Regions from separate parts of the Mus musculus genome. Here region 1 is linked to region 2. The links are chromatin contacts, called in public HiChIP or PLAC-seq maps. All regions are on one chromosome and are shown on one strand. The core of a region is the stretch at or near the end of the contact, and the rest is flanking DNA. Distances in the headings are between cores, read along the strand shown. Region 1 holds the start of Dlx6os1 (distal-less homeobox 6, opposite strand 1). Region 2 holds the start of Col1a2 (collagen, type I, alpha 2).

Region 1 (3,258 bases), core at 302-2,801, 2.4 Mb before region 2:
ACTTTCATCTATAAACAGGGGTCACTAAACAGGGGACATTTCATTATTGCCCTTAAATTCACAGGAGCTAGGGAGCCTGCTTGCCACCCTGCAGGGTGGCCTTGGTTGGGCAGCTTGTGTGGGTCGGTAAGATGTCCTTGGGAGGAGGGGAAATCAACACAATTGGCTTTGAAACTGGAAAAGAGGCTGAAGAAATTCTCTGTGCTCAACAGGGAAACTGAAGTCCTGGGATACAAGGTTTAGGTATCTCTGACTGGGATGTACTCTAACTGGGATGTCGCTACCAGAACTAATCCAGAGGCTAGGCTAACTAATCCAGACTCTGCTAGGGCATGACTTATATTTCTGCAAGTAATAGAATCCTCAGAGAGTTTGACTCCAGGACCAGAAAGAGTCTCCCCATCTCTCTTGAGCTCTCTTTCCCTTTTCCATTCTGTCCTTTCCTGTTTGAACATGATCAGGAACCTTGCCCTGTTAGGCGAATTGTGACATAGAAGCAACCAGAATGGTTTATTGGGGGGGGGGTCACTAATAAAGTTAATGATGAAATTTAAAATATTAACCAAACCAACAGCTTCCCAGATGGCTATATTTAATTAACATTAATTAATACGTGTTCAGCTAATATCCTCTAGGACGCAGTAGAGCTTCTTTATTGTAAAAGAGAAGAGGGATAGAGGGAAGACACACTTTACAGCACCCAGGGCAGTTGGCTCTGATGACAAGAGCAATTGTAGATTCATATAAGAATATGTTTATAAACAAGTGACAGGCACATTCTGAGGTGGCTTTGGTGGAGAGAGTGGAGGGACTGACAAATATCCTTTGCTGTGGGGGAGGGGCTGTGGGGGAAGGGCACCTTTAAGAGTAGGAAAATGCTATGGTAGAGGGAAGAAAGACGGGAGTAGTTTTTAAAAGAAAAAAAAAAGAAAAAAAAAAACTATTTGAGCCTGCAGGCAGCAGCAGCAGCAGAGGCAGCAGCAGCAGCAGAGGCAGCAGCAGCAGCAGGGGCCCTGTGAATGCACCAGCTCTGCACGGTGGAAGACTTGGACACATAATACTTCAGACTGCTGATTTGCTATTTTCTTAATTCTGGCTCTTCTTTTTCCATATGAATCAAACAGTCTTTTGTCCTTCAGGGTTTGATTTGATCGCTACTGTTCACATTTCACTTTTGTACTTTCCCTCTTCCTATACCATTACTCATTGAGTGCCCTGTGAAATTACAATCGTACATTTTCAACTCAGCAACCCATTTGCAGTACAAAAAATAGGGTCTAAATAATGGCTGAATTAGCCCTACTGGACAGTTTCAGATGTAACACTCTGTAATAATTATATTGCAGGCTGGATTAGGATGCTATTATCATAATCTGGACGTTTACAATTATCTGTAATTTGCAAAGATGCGCCAGGTCTTGATTACAGCAGCTTTTTTTTTTTTTTTTTTTTTTTTTTTTTGTATCACGCTAACCATCACTAAACAGTGACAGTAATAACAGCTAATTTTGCTGGCAATATAAGAGGTGCTGGGGTGTGCAAACAATTTCACACCTGGATGTGCTCACTCAACCAAGAATATAGAGACAGAGCCTCTGCCCTGAGACTCAGAGAAACGCTCTCCTGTGCCTCCCTCCGCTCAGTATAGATTTCTAGACCCTGATCATTGCTTAAGAGATATTCACCGGGGTAAGTTTTTATTTTTGGCATACTTCTAACTTCTAAGTACTGTTTTTATTTCTCCTCTCAGACTCTCCAAGCTATATACAATATGTTGTTGTGATTTACTTGAATTGCAACTTTGGTTTCAAGGTTTGGGCTCTGACCTTTTATTTTCCTTTAACAGTAAGAGTTGATCTGGTGAGAATGGGATCCCTAAGAACCTGACTTGCCTGTCTTGCTTCCGTGCGACTGATGTGTTTGGTGTAGTCTGTGACTTGAGACGAAGAAAGGACCAGGTTTCTGCGAGTTGTAGAAGGAGCCCGAGAGTCCAAGCTAAAAATCTATCTGAAAATTGTTACTTACAATTGATCTTAAGTAAATACATTGAGGTTTTTATATGCGGCCATGATTTTAGGTTTTGAGGCATCAGAGATCAAACAGAGCTGGCTGTGTGGCTTGCTTCTTTGCAGTCAGCTATGGGGATGGATGTTAGCAAAAGCAGGTGTGCCTGAATCTCTGGGCTTTGCAGCCCTTTGGGCATCTTCTCTCCAGCTGGGGGAAAGTTTGTAGAATAAATGGCATCTGAAACCCTTCAAGGCTGTTCCGTAGGGCCTTGCATAGAGCTGTAGTCTCTGTCTCTCTGTATCTCCCTGTCCGTGTGTGTGTGTGTGTGTGTGTGTGTGTGTGTGTGTGTGTGAGAGAGAGAGAGAGAGAGAGAGAGAGAGAGAGAGAGAGAGAGAGAGCGAGAGCGCAGAGGGGAGTGGGGAGTGGGGGAGGGGAAGGTATCCAGACCGTGGAGCTTATTGCCTGCTGAGCCCAAATTCTGTGATCCTGGGCTTAGAGGGGGATGATTGGTTGGGACACAGAATCGACAACTTATGAAGCCAAGGAACCAGTGTAGTCTATGTACCGAGGAAGATATTGGCAACAAGCTGTGCTGTTCCGTCTCTAGATGACGCTGTTCCCTGACCCTGTAAATGTTATAAGTAGCTAGAGTGCTTAGTATAGGATCCCACAATGTCTTTGACTGCCCACCCTGCCGAGAGAAGCTTTTCTACCATGGCAAGAACCTTTGCACTAAATTGTGTCCAAAGATAATGTGGTGTTTATTTGTTAGAGAGGAGGAGAAGTTGTCTCTCTCTTATATTCCTACCCAATAGCTATGCTCCTCACCCCAGCCCTTTAGTATAGTCAGAACAGGGCTTGGGAACTCAAACTCTACAGTCTAGTAGGGAGTTTGAACATGGGGAGGCGCAATAGACACCTCAACTGGCAACACCTTTCACCCATGCTCCTCCTACCAATCCCTCCCTCGGGGAACGAGTTTCCTTGGGGGTCAATACATTTTAAAGGAGAAAAAACTATTAACCCTTGGAGTTCAGGGAATCCAGTGGGAGCCCAGTTCTAAGCAGAGTTCTAGGGGACTATCTGACAGCATCTCTGTAACTAAGCTCATGTTCAATAGGAGATAAAGATGGATGCAGAGGCATCAGCCCCACCTCCAACCTAGTAATAAACATTTTCTGGTTTCAGAATTCTATACACTCACAGTGGTTTGGCATATATTTGGTGAAATTTTTTAAGGAAAAATTAGTG
Region 2 (3,121 bases), core at 179-2,678:
TTCAAAATTAGGCTGTGGCAGACGTGGGGCGTGTAGCTGAAGGTCTGGGTGTGGCCACGCCCTCCTGAATACTCATCAAGCCAACATCTTTGTCCAGTTAAATTAGGCAGCCATTTTAAAAGATGAAACCCAAGTGGTTTTCTTCATTCTTTCTTCAGGAAATTCTAGTTAGTTATACAACCTAGAAATGGAAAATAGCCTCGAAGTTGGCACATTTAGTATATACCCCACATTTTAGAAAAAGGCCCAATTGATTCATTTGAAGTCACATGGTAAACGAGTAAGAGACTCCTGAGAAGAATCCCCAGGCTCTTGAATCTCAGGACGAAGTTGATATTTCTCACATCTGTTGTTTTCGTGTGTGATTACAGGTGGGAACTTGTTGAAGTGTAAGTGAACAGAGCTTATTTTAGTTAAAAGTTACCATTTCCATGATCAGGTAATGGATTGGGACGCTGCTTTGACTATTCAGAAGATAAAAGCTGAGGCCGAAGCAGCCCGCTTCTCAAGATACACCATCTGGGTTCTTTACATATGGCCCAGAAATGTAAATTACTCCATGGACCTGGGAAGTCTTTAATTGGAATTCCTAGCGCTTAAGGCCTGGTCCCTGTTCCTGCACTTTACCCCCTCCAGGGGGCGTATTTTTATCATTATCTTCATCAACGTCATCCAGAGCAACTCGGCCGCCCACAAGAAAATGGAGTCCTGTGAGTTTTGTATTATTCTATTACGGGGCTTTCTAAACTAGGCCTCAAGTTTCACAACGTGACCACGGGCATAATTCTGGGAATTGAAGAGTGGAGCCCTCTCAGTCGTTCATGCTGTCAGCCAGGTTTATATCTTGAGGCAACCTTCTTTGCCTCTTTGTGAGCTTCACCAACCGGGGCATCCGGGCTAACAGTCTAGTTTTAAGGGAAAAACTTCCCCCAACTCTTGGCAACAGTCAAGTCTTTCATATTTCCATTCTTTTCCCATGTATCTCGTGAACCCTAGTGTTTTCTCCGACAGATTAGAGGGCGACCTCACAAGCTGTATGTGGAATGAATGTGTGAAGTTTCCCTCTGTTGAGATAAGGGTGCCCACCTATCCAGCCTCTCTCCTTCATCTCCCCCAAACAAGCAGAAGACACTTACATTGGCATGTTGCTAGGCACGAAGTTACTGCAAGCAGCAACAGAGTCCGCGTATCCACAAAGCTGAGCATGTCTACCACTTAGACATGCAGACTCCTTGTGTTGCAGAGCCCCTGGGTCACCAGCGGAGGTATCACCTGGCGGGCGCAGGCATGCAATCGTGGACCGTTCCCTCCAACTTAGTCGAAACCTCCTGCTGCCGTGGTGCTAAAATAATAAAGCCCAGACCTGCCTTATTTATATGGGAAAAGTTTCCCCAGCCGGAGGGTGCCTCCAAAAACGTCTCCACCAATGGGAGGGCTAGGGCTAGGGGCCCGGGACTCAGTGCTGGGAGGAGACTGCGGGGGAGCAGGGGAGGGAGCCGAGGGGGGAGGGACGTGGCTACGGGGCTTCTTAAATTGGTTCCATTCTTTTTGAGGACGTGGACACTTTTGAGGCTTTCGAGGGGGAACTCTGACTCCCTGTCTGCATACCTCCGCCCTCCCCAGCCACCCGCCCTCTCTCGCCCTTGCCAAGTTTGGAAGCACTTTAGGACACCTACGTGGGCTCTTTACAGATCTCCGGGCGGCGGGGCAGGTGTTGAGGGACCTGGAGGCCGAAGATGAAAAGGCAGGAGCTGTCCAGTCCCGCTTCACTCTGTGCCCTGCGGGCCATCTGCAGGCTGGAGGGGGCTGGGGTGTGAGGGGAGGAGGGTGACAGCGTGGCGAGCTCTAGAGCTGCCCTCATGGGTTGGCTCCACCCCTGCCCCCTAATTTCCCCAGTTTGGGGGGGCCTGTGTGCCCATAATCTCCTCTCTCCTCTGTCTCTCTATCTCTCTGTCTCTCCCTCCCTCCCTCCCTCCCTCCCTCCCTCCCTCCCTCCCTCCCTCCCTTCCTCCCTCCCTTCCTCCCTCCCTCCTCCATCCTCTCTCTGACTCTCTCTGTCTGTACCCCCCTCTCTCTCGTTGATGAGGGGAGCAGGCATCAAGAGATAAACTGTGCATTATTACATTTACTTTGGTTAAGCCCCATTTCCAGCCCCATGTACAGACCCCATGAAGGATTACCAGCCAGACTCAGATGCCGAGCCTGGATCAGATAACAGATCAGTGAACACTCAGCCTTCTTGGCCTTGCTGCCTATTTATGACCCCTTCCACAGCCACTGCCAGGCACCCCTGCCTGCATCTTCACACCTCCCATCATCCCTAGGGCGTATACAACCTCTTCCTTAACATCCCAAGCTGTCCCCTCCAGAACAGATGCAATCTCTCCCCATCTTGGGAAGAGACTTTGACTCTGAAGAATTGGAGTAGGAGACTTTGGCTGTCCAGGACAGCGGCAGAGACATAGTAAATTCTCCTTCCCAAAGTTTCTTGGAGTCTTCCAAGTTACCCGGGGCCGCAGGCTCCTCTTGGCCTGCCGAGCATCCATCATGAGGCTGGAGAGACCTATTCAGACTCTCATTATGTCCCCAAAGTCACAGCAGACACAGCATCTTTAGGCCATTTTTATGTTCATGAAGAAGGAACTGGCGAACTCCTTGGGAAACCTTCCCCCTTTCGACTTCCCGGTGAGGAAGAATTTCTAAGTAGGTTAGCTCCATCAGCAGCTGCTATAAGCAAAAGGTTCTGGATATTGCTAACTGGCTTCTCTTTCTAAATTAAAAAAAATGCTAGAAATAGAAGAGAATAAACATTTCAATAAGGTTATTTCAATCCTGTGAAAAACACTGATTTGAGAGACAAGCATTTTTAAAAATTTAATTTAATTCTTACTTATTCACTTTAAATCCTCCCTCCAGATCACCTCCTCCCACAATCCCTCCCCTCCTCCCCCCTTTTCTTCTGAGCGGTTCCCGGTTCCCCCAATTCCTCTCACCCCAGCAGTTCAAGTCTCTTTTAGGCTAGATGAGAAAGAGTTTTGGGTTTTTTGTTTGTTTGTTTTGTTTTTTAAATAATGTGGAGGGAATTTTTTTTTTTGAAAAAGTACTGAGCAAAGAAAGCATT

The links. HiChIP or PLAC-seq counts read pairs in DNA pulled down with a chosen protein or histone mark.
Region 1: a contact with region 2 is called in an H3K27ac HiChIP or PLAC-seq map of embryonic stem cells, with 11 times the contacts expected there. The contact joins the promoter of Dlx6os1 here to the promoter of Col1a2 in region 2.

The regions. Positions count from the first base shown.
Region 1 is chr6:6,869,920-6,873,177 of GRCm38.p6, reverse strand. Dlx6os1 (distal-less homeobox 6, opposite strand 1) reads left to right here and starts at 1,551. Exons shown (of 2, transcript NR_155496.1): 1 at 1,551-1,689.
Region 2 is chr6:4,503,925-4,507,045 of GRCm38.p6, reverse strand. It overlaps Col1a2 (collagen, type I, alpha 2), which reads right to left and starts at 1,428. Exons shown (of 52, transcript NM_007743.3): 1 at 1,137-1,428. The coding sequence starts at 1,206.